Regions from separate parts of the Mus musculus genome. Here region 1 is linked to region 2. Evidence: chromatin contacts called from public HiChIP or PLAC-seq data. All regions are on one chromosome and are shown on one strand. Each heading gives the region's core, a stretch centred on a gene start, on an enhancer-like site or on the middle of the called end of the contact. The rest is flanking DNA. Distances are from core to core; before and after follow the strand shown. Region 1 holds the start of Soat1 (sterol O-acyltransferase 1). Region 2 overlaps Fam163a (family with sequence similarity 163, member A).

The links. HiChIP or PLAC-seq counts read pairs in DNA pulled down with a chosen protein or histone mark.
Region 1: a contact with region 2 is called in an H3K27ac HiChIP or PLAC-seq map of extraembryonic endoderm stem cells. The contact joins the promoter of Soat1 here to the enhancer-like site in region 2. A contact is called at or near these places in 13 of 39 promoter capture datasets (the 3T3-L1 cell line, 3T3-L1-derived adipocytes, the HPC-7 cell line and 6 more), 11 of 484 Hi-C or Micro-C datasets (the HL-1 cell line, embryonic stem cells and ventricular fibroblasts), 11 of 115 datasets of contacts at active chromatin or transcription factors (astrocytes, bone marrow-derived dendritic cells, bone marrow-derived macrophages and 6 more) and 2 of 9 other capture datasets (embryonic stem cells and liver).

Annotation. Positions count from the first base shown.
Region 1 is chr1:156,470,285-156,476,735 of GRCm38.p6, reverse strand. It overlaps Soat1 (sterol O-acyltransferase 1), which reads left to right and starts at 2,408. Exons shown (of 16, transcript NM_009230.3): 1 at 2,408-2,588. It overlaps Gm39682 (a long non-coding RNA gene), which reads right to left and starts at 177. Exons shown (of 4, transcript XR_865657.1): 1 at 99-177.
Region 2 is chr1:156,080,844-156,087,296 of GRCm38.p6, reverse strand. Fam163a (family with sequence similarity 163, member A) reads left to right here. Exons shown (of 5, transcript NM_177838.3): 3 at 5,884-5,905. Among named protein-coding and RNA genes, the nearest start is that of Tor1aip1, 48 kb to the right of the region's middle. Within about 2 kb of position 3,811, at least 13 of the 459 cell types and tissues checked have an H3K27ac peak or open chromatin away from gene starts, as enhancers often do. A contact at or near this core is called in extraembryonic endoderm stem cells, where this site is marked.

The DNA of each region.
Region 1 (6,451 bases), core at 1,159-3,658, 390 kb before region 2:
ACGTTTCTTCACTTCTGCGCCTCAGGGAAATACCCTCAACTCTCTTACCTTTGATTTCTACAGCAAGCACCCTAATCCAGGGCCCGACTATGACCTACCCCGCACGCTTAGCCAAGAACATCTCTGTTATCTTGTTTCTTGTTGTTCCACTTCTGCTGTTCTGTGGAGATCCTTCTCTATATTCTATATAAAATAGGTAAAAAAAAAAAAAAAAAGAAAAGAAAAAAAATAGATGAAAACAAACAAGAAAACACATACACAAAAACAACAAAGCCCAGGTTGGCTGTGGTGTTTCTCCACCCCCACCCCCACTCCCTTCAATACCAGCTGAGGCAGGTGGATGAATGAGTTAGAGGGCTTCACAGTGAGGCCTTGGTTTAATTCCCTTCCTCCCCCAGGAACCCTTTATCTTCTTCCCTTTGAACTTATGAAAAAGAATCCAAACAGCAGGATTGGGCTCCTGCTCAAGGCTCCAACCTCTGTGTGCTCTACCCTCCCCCCAAGTGTGCTCCAGCCTCCTGCGCCTCAGAGCAGCCAGAGCCCTTCAGGACCAGGCTCATCCCACTCACTGTTCTTCCTGCCTGTGGCTGGGATTGCTAATTCTTCCTTATTTGGGTCTTAGTTCAGACTACCTCAGAAAAATCAGCCTTTCCTCTGTCTTTACAAAACGTAAGTGGTTAATCATATGCAATTCATGTCATCCAACTCTCTGTGTTCTTTTATGACAACCTGGGAAACCTTTAAAATTAATCATGGCATTCTTTCGCATCTTTTCCTGACCACTCTCTATTTTTTTCCTAACACTTATCACTACTTGCAATTGTCTTATTTTTCTCCCGGTGGCTGCTTCTGTTTTAATTCATGGTTGTGCCTTGACTCGTGCCTTGAAGTAACGGGACATTCAAGTCATTTAAAAAGTGTCCTTGGGACTAAATAATCAAAAGATGATTTGGATTGATTTAGGACATAGATAAAGCAGTTTAGGCCTTGGACTTCTCAAAAGCAAAGATATGAGTGAATTTAGGGTAAAGGTGGGTGAAAGAGAAAGCTAAACGGACTGGAGAGACACTGTCGGCCTGCAAAATTGAACTTCTGTTCTTCCTACTTCATCTTCTTTCTATCTTCCTTCCTTCCTTCCTTCCTTCCTTTCTTTCTTTCTTTCTTTCTTTCTTTCTTTCTTTCTTTCTTTCTTTCTTTCTTTCTTTCTTTCTTTCTTCCTTTCTATCTACCCTACCTACCTACCTACCTACCTACCTACCTACCTATTTACCTACAGGGTCTCTTTGCAAAGCCCTGGCTGTCTTGGAACTCACTATGTGGACCAGGCTGGCTTCCAAATCACAGAGATCCACCTGCCTCTGCCTCCCAGCTGCTGGGATTAAATATGTGCATCACCAAGCTCAGGAGCTGTATACCAGCTCTGTATTTTTATTTTTAACTGACTAAATGGAACAGTGAATAGGCAAGTGTCTCTACCAAGAGTCCCAATAGAAGTGAATTTTTAGTCCCAAATGTTCTAACTGGTGGGATAGGAGGAGGTGGAAGCAAAGGCAGTTGAGTGCTTCCAAATGCTATCACCAAACTGTTGACAGAACCATTAAACACAGTTGTCCCAGAGAGGGCAAAAACTGGGCACACCTGTGCAGAGCCCAGCTGCTCTAAGGCGAGCAGTGTTGCCTGCTATGGGCTAACAGGGGAACTCCTTTTGTGAAAGATCTCCAGAGCAGGCAATTCATGCAAGCCTCAGGCATTGTTTAGGGTATTTGACTAGGAAAGGAATGGTCAGCTGGACAGATTAGGGACTGACTGAAAGATTAACGAAGCCAGTTTAGCTGACACTGTTTTGCAGGCCGACAGTATCTCTCCAGTCTGTTTAATTTTCTCTTTTACCCACCTTTACCCTAAATTCATTCACATCTTTGCTTTTGAGAAATCCAAGGCCTAATCTGCTTTCTTTACCTATGTCCTAAATCTATCTGTATCTTTTTTTTTTTTTTTTGATTATTTAGTTCCCAAGGATGCTTTTTAAATTACTTGATTGTCCCATAATTTCAAGTGACTCACTTCTGTCTTATCTAAGTTGTGTGTTGTTGAAGGACAGACTGAGTCAAGTAGAATTTAGACCACAAAGCAACTTATGACAGGTTTTTTTGCCACTGCTTCTGTCTTATTCCTTAACGGTCAGTATCAGACTCCGCCTTGTCCCATCTCGCAGGCTGCCTTTTCAAACTCTAAGGAAGTTGACTTGGCCTCCTCGTAGCCACACTGGAGGAGAGTTGGGGTGGAGCCAGAAAGCCAGGTAGCTAGAGAAGCCCAGTGGGTACCCTAGATATGGGAGGGGGCGTGGCAGTGGGCGTTGCCGGACGCCGCAGGACCACCAATGGCATCCCGGAGCTCGGGGCGATGCGCGTGACGCAGCCGCGGGCTGGGAGGTTGGGGCGGAGAACGGGGGTGGGGGCCTGCGCTTTATCTTCCTCCGTAGCCCGGCTGGCGGCGTAGCGGGCCGGCGAAGGGACATCCTAGTCTCCGACCGTCCTGCGGCCGCCCAGCCTACCGCCTAGACCGCCGCAGCTGCCCTCCGCTCGCAGGTAACCTCAAGCTTCCGCTCCCCTCCTCCTTTCCTGACCAGGTCCACCCTGAGCCCGAGAAGAAGGGGACTGCGGTGGCGGCGCCGCTCCGGCTCTGCGGGCCTGGCCTGGGCCGGACTGTCCCACCCGGACGCTGTCTGCTGCCTGGGGAGGGTCCCGCTGAGTTTGGAGGGGAGAGCGGGAAAGTTACCCGCAGCCATCCAATGCATCCGATGACTGGCAGCCTTTTCATTATTAGTGATGGTTTGATGTCCCCTCCGAATCATGTGGCGTCTCTCAAGCCAGTCAGTAGTGAAGAAAGTTGAGAATTAGAAGTCATTGCACTCTTTGAAAAGCGACATTAAAAAAAAAAAAAAACCGCTCAGGAAATCAGCTTTCTTTCTTTCTTTCTTTCTTTTTTTTTCTTATTTTCTTTTTTTTTTTTTTTTGATGTGGGCGGAGGAAATGTATATATATATGAAGGGAAAGATGGCACTACCAGGCACCAGACTCTATATGGGCCAGGGAAAAACCTGTTTCAAGCTCATATTCTGTTTTTAAGTAGCGGGGGGGTGGGGGGGGATTAAGTGTCTGTCTTTGATCTTAAGTGCTAATAGACACGTAACTTAAGCAATATATATATTCAGCGGTTTTTTGGGAGGAGACATTGTTGTAAGCTCCAGTCTCTGCATTTTATATAAAACTCCTTGGTCACTGTAATACTTAAGTAGTTGCCACTGTGTCTCCCCCGCCCCCCCAAACTTCTTGCCTTCTTCAAGAATGCAGAATCCAACTTGAATACTTCTTTTTCTTTTGTTTGCTTTCAACTGGGAAATATAAATGACTTGGTTTTTTGAAAAGCCAGCTCAGGCGGCACAGGAGTGGGGCTTGCGAAGAGCTCTGATGCTGTGAAGAGTAAGGAGAGGAAACGTGGAGAAGCACACGGCTTAGCTTGTCACGTGCTTGGAACTGGTCAGGGGTTTCACGTTCTTTCAGGACTCAGACCCAGCTCTAGGCGCCTGAGCTCCTGCTATCTTAAAGGCTGGGCGGGTTCTTCAGGCTCTAGCTCTCCTTCCTTGTGCCTGGAAAGCTGCTTCTTATCTCCTGGACCATTTTCCCCGGGGGCCTTATTCCCCTTCTTCCGCCGCCCCCTAAGCATTCCTCAAATCAAAGATCACTTCCCGGTGGGAGCCACTGGTCAGTCTGAGCCTGTTAGCATTCTGAAGTCTCCTTACCAGCAGGAATCATCTGTAGTAAATAGATGCTTTGTTTTATAGTGAATTTCACGAGGTTAGTCTATCTTTTCTGTGTCTTCTCAGTATCTTGCAGGAATAGAACTAAATAAGAGTGTGGGGGGGGTGTCAAAAAAGGAACTTTGAGAAAAAACATTAACTTTAGGCCTTAACATAGGAGTGAGTGCCTGTTTCCTATGGAAGTTTCATTTGTCAGACAGGACTCTTAGAATTGTGTCCGTCCCCCCCCCGCCGTGTTGGATAACTAGTTATATTTAGTCATTTGTAAGTAAAGTAAACTCAGATGTATATAAAATTTGCTCAAGTACTCATATTCTTTAGTCTTGTTAATTGACCCTGTTCTGTTAGCTTCTTGAAAAAGTTGTAGGGTTGCCAGGTGAGTTCAAGGACAGCCAGGCTATACAGAGAAGAAACCTTGTCTTGAAAAACCAAACCAACCAACCAACCAACCAACCAAAAAACCTACAAAAGCCTCTCCCACCCCCCCCCCAAACCAAACCAAAACACCCCCTAAAAATGTACACATTATGCTTTGGACTGTTAATTTCCTCCCCTCTCTCCCTCCCTCCCTTCCCCCTGTCCTTCCCTTCTTTCTGTGGGCAGGATCTCATGGAGCCCAGGCTGTTCTAACACTGGGTAGTTGAGAATGATCTTGAATTACTGCTTCTCCTGCCTCAACCCCGCAAATGCTAGGACTCTAGGTGTGTACCACGGATTCAGGGTTGGATTGTACACTCTATCCACAGTGGTTTTTCTTCTCTGCCAAACCTCAGGGTGGTGTAGCAGTTACTCACCTGCCTAGGTACCCAGTATTTATTTGTGATACGGCTTTATCGGTTCTTTTGAAGTCTTTGTTAACTGCCGGGAGGCTAAAGTCGACATTTCTTTGGGACACGATTCATTTGTTTCTCTAATTCTTTCTTTTTGCCCTCTGGAGTCAAGTTAAGATGCTTACCACAGAACATTACACAACTTCCCTGTACAGATTGGTTTCTTACATTCTTGTCTAATCAGTGTGGTATATTTTAATACTATTGTGTGTGTGTGTGTGTGATTGGAGCTCCCTGGGTAGGGATGGCACACATATGTCACTGTAGTGAGGGTGGAGGTCAGAGGACAACTTGGTGGAGTTGGTTTTCTCCCTCTACCTTTATGTGGCTTCCAGGAATTGGATTTGGGATGTCATGCTTGTGTGGCAAGCATTTCTACCCACTAGGCCGGCGGGCCAGCCCTCTGGTTAACTGTGTCACCTAAAAGGAGGATAGTTCCTCTATACAGATCCACATCTTAGCAAATGGAGTGGAAATGTGTGTGGTGGCTCAGGCCTATTATCCCAGTACTTTGAGGAAGACGTAGGTGGGTCTGAGTTCTATAAGCAGTAGAAACCTGGGCTACTACTACACAGGGCTACACAGTGAAACCTTAAACAAATGACAAAGAAACCCCCAAACAAACAGACAGAAAAATCAACAATAACTAAGTCGTTCAAATGTTAAGTGAGTTAGTGGCCCACCTCCTGGTGCCCAAAACTATGGATGGTCCTTATTTTCCTTTCCTTCTGGGCCTCTTGTGAGAACAATCCTATGATCTGTTTTCAGTTCCTCAACACATTTTGCAACCTACTCCAATACATTTGCTCTTCCTGAAACCCAACTGTGCACGCAGTTAGTCAATCACCCACTTTAGCATATCACCACATTGTGAAATAGCTGTCCCAAGCTCCACCTTCTTGTTTTTTTTAATAAGTCTTATTATAAAACAAACAAACAACAAACCCTTGCAAATAAATATAACTGCCACACACACCTCTGTTCTTTCCGTGTGTGTTCTTTACTTGATTTCTTCCATGGTACTGATCCTGGAGAATGCCCCTGAATCCTCTCATTTCCCCACTCCCCAGCATCCTGTGCTCCTCCTTCTCCTTTAATCTCTTTGCTTTTTTTCCTCTTTGCTGTTAAAGTTTTAAATGCCCCACAAGCCTGGGGAAAGCACTTCATCATTATACGACGATATGCTTGCATCTACTGCTTATCGAGTTAGCTAAGTGCTATGTAAATAGTAGCCTACCTGGGAAACTTCCTGAACTTGTGCCTTACCCTCAGTTGTCAGTGCAGTGGTGCATGGCAGATCCCTATCTGCGGTGGAGACCTGTGCGTGCGCTCAGCTGCCCTTTTATACCTTGGCTGGCCTACAGGCACACAATCCTGGCCTTATCTAATTTTCCTCCTCCCTGTAATTAGCATAATGTTATTCCTAGCCTTTCTGAGTTGGCGAACTCACTTGGGATCTGTGAACAACTGCCTTCTGTGTAGCCAGCCACACATCTCAAAGACTTCTTCAGTTAATCATTTGTAAACTTATCTGATCTCCCTTATCTCTTCCCTCTTCATTTATTTTTCCAATAAACACGTGTCATGTGAGTCTTCAGGCCTTATGGCTTTGTACGTGAGCTCATTGCTGGCACTGCTGATGATGCGTGGCTTTGACTCTGAGTTCTGAGTTGATCTTCCTCAAGATAAATATTAAGTCCTTCTTTGAGAACATTAAAAAAAAAACAAAAAACCTGGAGACTGAACTACGTGCCTCCCACATGCCAGACAGATGAACCTGCTATTGAAGTTCACTCTGAGC
Region 2 (6,453 bases), core at 2,562-5,061:
TGCTATGCGGAGCTAAGGCCACTGCTTCGGCACTGGTGGAGAGCCTGCATCTGAGGTGTGGGATTGTGGTTCCATCTGGAAGCTTGAGTGAGTGAATGGGAAACAGACTTACTTCTGTTCTCATGTGTGCATCTCATGAATGCTGTGATGGTTCTGTTACTTCTGAGCCATGGACAAAGAGCCTCAGCTTCCAGCTTGTGATTGGCCACAGTCTGCCTACACTCTCAGGTCACATGGATCTCCCAACATAGCAGCTCAGAGCATCTAAGCCAGCAAAGGGAGAGTTGCCTCGTGACAAAGGAGCATGCACCTTGAACCTGCCTATTCCCTTTTCATCCTGTTATTCCTATTATCTTTGTTGCCTTTTGCAGGTTCTTAGAGGCAAGTCATAGTTATATCCACACGGGAAAGAAGGGCAGTATGCAAGGCCACACACACACACACACACACACACACACACACACACAGAGGGGAGGCCAGGGCCTAGTGCAGAGAGGGAGGCACTATTCTTACAAGGGGAAGCCCTTGTCTTCTACAGATCCCAGCAGAGTGGACTAAGGCTTTCAAGGCCAGTATGGTGGCCTCACAGCTGACATACCAGCACTTGAGATCCTCATGCAGGAGGATTGCTACATGTTGCTTGGGCTACATAGAAAGCTCCGAGCCAGCCAGAGCTACAGATTGGGATCCTGCCTCAGAGAGAGGGAGGGGGGAGGGAGGGAGGGAGAGAAAAGAAGAAGAAGAAGAAGAAGAAGAAGAAGAAGAAGAAGAAGAAGAAGAAGAAGAAGAAGAAGAAGAAGAAGAAGGGGAGGGGGAGGGGGAGGGGGAAGAGGAGGAAGGAAGGAGGGAAGAGGAGGAAGAGGAGGAAGGGGAGGAAGGAAGGAAGGAAGGAAGGAAGGAAGAGAAAGAGAAAAAAGAGAAGAGAGAGAGAGAGAAAGAGAAAGAGAAAGAGAAAGAGAAAGAGAAAGAGAAAGAGAAAGAGAAAGAGAAAGAGAAAGGGAAGGAAAGGAAAAAGAAAGCCTCTGTCTTGCTAGCAGCCTTGGCATGTACACATTTTGTACGTGCCTTACATGTTTTAGGGGACATGGAAGGAGGGGGACATTCACTGACCTTATCATGGCATCATATAAATTCTCTCCAGCATGAGATTCATCTCCTCCTCCCACCTACCACCCAGATGCTTCAGGAACCACCAGAAACAAGGCCTAGCACACATCTGGGCAGAGCCAAATCCACCTTCAATGAGATGCTCAATTTTGCAGGTGGAATTAAAAGTTGTAGCTTGCTGACCCCTAGTGGTCAGTTAGTGTAATACCTGTCAGCCTGTGATGTGTTACTGGGAACCAATTTCCCAATTTTTATTAAGCACATAATACCCGCTGTGTATCATGGCACGGTGTATAGTGTTTGGAGCAGCAAGTGTGGGAAACAATGTAAGACAGGTTACAACTATTGGGGTAACCTACCCCCACACATATTGTATCAACCGGCTATGAAAGTGTGTCCCAGCCGGGCGGTGGTGGTGTACGCCTTTAATCCCAGCATTTGAGAGGCAGAGGCAGGTGGATTTCTGAGTTCGAGGCCAGCCTGGTCTACATAGTGAGTTCCAGGACAGCCAGGGCTACACAGAGAAACCCTGTCTCGAAGAAAACAAAACAAAAAAAAAGTGTAGAGCAGAGACTGAAGGAAAGGACATCTAGAGACTGACACACCTGGGAATTCATCCCATATACAATCACCAAACTCCGACATTATTGTGGATGTCAAAAAATGCTTGCTGATAGGAGCCTGATATAGCTGTCTCCTGAGAGGCCCTGCCAGATACAGAGGCAGATGCTCGCAGCCAAACATTGGACTGAGCATGGGGTCCCCAATGGAGAAGGTAGAGAAAGGACTGAAGGAACTAAAGGGGTTTGCAACCCTATAGGAGGAACAACAATATCAACCAACCAGACTGCACCCCCCCCCCGATTAAGCCACCAACCAAGGAGTACACATGGTTCCAGCTGCATATGTAAGCAGAGGATGGCCTTGTCAGGCATCAATAGGAGGAGAGGTCCTTGGTCCTATGAAGGTTCGATAGATGCTCCAGTATATGGGGAATCAAGGGCAGGGAGGTGGGAGTGGGTGGGTTGGTGGGTGGAGGAACACTCTCATAGAAGCAGGGGGAGGGGGAATGGGATAGGAGGTATCCTAGAGGGGGGAACCAAGAAAGGGGGTACCATTTAAAATGTAAATAAAAAAATAACCAATTTTTAAAAAGGAAAAGAAAAGAAAGTGTGTCCCAGCATTCTCAATTGTTAATCACTGTGCCAAGTGGATTCTCTGATATTATCATATTAAAAAGTTGTCACGGGGCGGGGGGGGGGTGTCACAGAAGGTCACATTGCCCTTAATCTTGCCAAGAGGCAACGCTGAGGTTTGGACTGGGCTTAGCCCTGCTCACAATGAGTAGACTGTAGAGCCTCTCCTACACTAATAGATTTTTTTTTCTAGGAGAAAGGAATGTGGCTTTTGATAAAGAGCTTGCTTGCCATAGGAGCTGGGGCAGAGGGACTGAAGCAGAGCAGGGGTTGGTCAGGGAGACCTGGTGGGGTCAGGGAGACCTGGTCAAGGTGGGCCTGGTGGGTCAGGGAGGCCTGGTCAGGGTGGGCCTGGTGGGTCAGGGAGGCCTGGTCAGGGTGGGCCTGGTGGGTCAGGGAGGCCTGGTCAGGGTGGGCCTGGTGGGTCAGGGAGGCCTGGTGGAGAGACATGTGTGGCTGAGGGACTGCCCTAGCAAACAGGCTAACATAACAGCCTCATACCATAGAGATGTCTCCATGTCTTTATTATTGAATCTCAGGCAGAACCCCCCCAAAGCCCCCGCAATATACACAACTTAGTAGAAGGCTTAAGGTATTTTTGCATCAAAAGAAAAATGGCTCCACAATTATGAGCCCTTGCTGGGTTTTTTTGTTTTGTTTTGTTTTTTTTATCCCCAAGAAGATCCTGATTCAATTCCCAGCATCCACATGGGTAGCTCACAGCCATGTGTAACTCCAATTCCAGGGGATCTAAAACCCTATCTGGCTTCCTCAGGTACCAGGTACACACATGTGGTGCACATGCATGCACACAGGCAAAACACTCATATGTTATATATATATATATATTCACTAGTACCCACTAGAATAAGACTTGAGAAATAGAATATGGAAAGGGGAAAGATATTGCGGTAGAATCCAGAATTGAGGCAAGGACTTGGGAATGGGGCAGCCAAGGAAGGTTGCTTGGTGCTTTGAAGGATGTGTGAGATCTGAACAAGTAGAGAAAGATGATCATATGCCACCAAAGCCCCTCAGGACTTCCCATCACCTCCAAAGGAATCGAGTCTCAGCTCCTCTTCTGTCCTGAAGCCCTGTAACTCGAAGTCTTCGGGACTTTTCTTCTACCCTCTTTGTACCAGAGTAACTGCAGGGAATTTCTATGCCTCTTAGCCCAGTCTGGTTCCCAAATAACTGACACAAAGGTCTATTAAGTTTATTAACAAGCTGCAAACCTAGGCTTGCAGGTTCTGAGCTATCCCAACTCTAAGGCTACTTCCCAGCCAGAGGACCTTCAATTTGTATCGCCCTGGCTCGCTCTGGTCCACGTCCTACTCTGTCACGGCTATCTCCTGGCAAATCCTCCTGATCTCTCCCCATGGTCTCTCTATCTTTTTTCCTGTGGTCCTTCGCATCCTTCTCTCTCCCTGGGACCCCTAGGGGGCTGGGATCCGAAGTCCAACCTTCCCATTTCCTCTGCAATTGTCTGAGAAGCTCTTTATTGACCCAAGGATGGCGGAGAAGAATGTTTACAAAACACCGAGACAAAACCAAAGTCGGCCTCTACCCATCTCTCGGTGTTGATTTCTCACCAACATTTGAATAATACAAGGATAGTCTTTACCCACTGCACAAGAACATCACTCCAACAAAACCCTGTTTACTTCATGCCTACTCCTAGTGAGTCCCAGCCTTCCCAGACTTTTTTAGTTCTCAGGGCCTTGTTCACCAGCCATTTCCCCTCCCCCTTCCTTTTCCTCCCCAATCCACCCCACCCCACCCCCGTGTTTTTCAACCCCTGGACTGCTTCGTTTCTATCAGCACCACCTTCTCTCAGCTTACAGGATTTATCTCGGACTTGTAAGATCAGTAATCAGCAAACACACACACACACACACACACACACACACACACACACACATACACAAGAGCCAGGACTGCTACAGGGAGCAGGAGCTTCAGCTGAAGGAACAATGGGGGCTGAGTAGAAGGTAAATGAAGGTGAACCTGCAGGAAAGTTGGGGAGGGCAGAGCCTTTGACGCTGGTGGTGATGGGAAGTCCTGAGGGGCTCTGGTGGTATGTGATCATGTTTCTCCATGTATTCAGATCTTACACATCCTTCAAGGCACCAAGCAGCCTTACTTGGCTGCCCCATTCCTGAGCTCTCGTCCCAATTCTGGATCCGACCGACCGCAGTGCCCTCCCGACCGCAGTGCCTTCCCATGTATTCCACTCTTCAAGTCTTATTTTGGTAGAAGCTAGTCAACTTAAAACTATGTATCTATTTTCAGGCAGTGCTAGAAAGATGCTGGAGTCACAGGCAGGCACAGGAGGGGCTGAAGAAAGGCCGAACCACAGTGGAAAGCACAGGTCTCACACACAAACCCAGGAAGGCTCGTTAGGAAGCCAGTACACCAGTTCAGCCTGAACTGGCACAGGGGACAGAAGACCAAAGACGACCAAAAGTCTCTGAGATAGTTCAGCCAGAACAGCGTGGCACCTCTGATCAGACTCATGTGCAAATAAATCTCCTGAGACTTTTTTTTTTTTAAAGATTTACTTATTTATTATATGTAAGTACACTGTAGCTGTCCTCAGACATTCCAGAAGAGGGCATCAGATTTCGTTACGGATGGTTGTGAGCCACCATGTGGTTGCTGGGATTTGAACTCCGGACCTTCGGAAGAGCAGTCGGCGCTCTTAACCACTGAGCCATCTCACCAGCCCCAAGACTTTTTTTAAAATGCAAATTCCCACTCCTTAGGCTCTGTGGTGAACAGGAGACACCTTGTTGCAAGCGCAGGCCCACACTGCTGGTTCACAGCCAGGTTAGTAGCAGCGAGGCTGCTTGGTACTTCTAAATGCAGTAGAAGCTGTAAAAGCAATGATAGAGTCTAGCTAGCCTGTATAAAAGACACACAACTCAGGTATTTTCTTTATAAACTCTAAGCCTAGATCAGGCAGATTTTGGAGCTGTTCTAACTTATATCCCAGCCACATGTCCCTTGATATTTGCTGTTTCTCCTGGCCACGTGCTCATGGTCCATCTCCTCATGGCTCCTTCCTCTCCTCTCCATCGCCTCTCTTCTTCATCTTTCCTCTTTGGCCTACATCTGCCTACACCTATCTACTGCCCAATCACAGGCTTTAGCTTTTTACTGACCAATTAACTTGGGGAGGACAGTTACATAGCATCACGTGGTGTACGCGATGATCTCCTCATGGGGTGAGCAACCAGATTTAGTGGGGGGGGGGCAGTGTTTAGTATTTGAATACATAGCTGCACCAGACCAACCCCAACAAGAAGCAGGCTTTCTAAGAGCACCTGGTGGGCAAATGGCACCTTTGAGTGAAGGAATGGGTACCCCTTCATCCAGGTGACCACACAGGATTCAGGGCTTGGTAAGTAGGGTGCAGCTGAGGCCTAGCTGCAGTGGAATCATGACAGATAGGGACAACTTAGAGCAAAATAGTGCCTTTTTCCTGTGGGTATTGAGTTTGAGATAACAGTGGATATCCAAGTGCTGTCGGGAGTAACATTCTCTTCCCAATATCTCTGTCCCTTTTGCTGTCTTACAGGTCATCGCTCCCTTCACTGAATGTAAGTCCTTGAAATCCTCCCTCCATCCTCAAGCCATGAAGCCACCACTGTCCAGCAGGGGTGTGGGTGGGGTCCCCATAGGCCTGGAAGCTCAGAAACCAGTTCTCACTGGCCTGCCAAAGGCCACAATGGCCTGACCCACAGCCTGCCTCTGTCCTGCTCATTTGATTCCAAGAACCAAGACCAGTTTTCCTAGCCTGGTCATGGCCTTCTTGGATCCAGAATGTTGCCTGCCAGCTCTCTCTGGGCTCATGTCCCCAACGTTTCAGAAGCCAATGATATTTGTCCCCAAGAGAGAAGTGATACAGAGCTTGGCTTGTAGGGGGAGCCAGGCTAGGTGCAATTCCAGGCAAATAGGTCAAAGCCTCAGGGCAGTGCCCCATATGCAGAACATGGATAGTGAGTAGCTGTCTCAAAAGGTTAATGTGACGATTCCTGAGGCATTGTGGGAAATGGGGAATACTTAGCATAACTCCCCACAGACAACGCCCTTCTGGTATTTCTTCTTCTAGCTACGAGAGCAGGAAGTCATGAAGGAGGTGAAGACT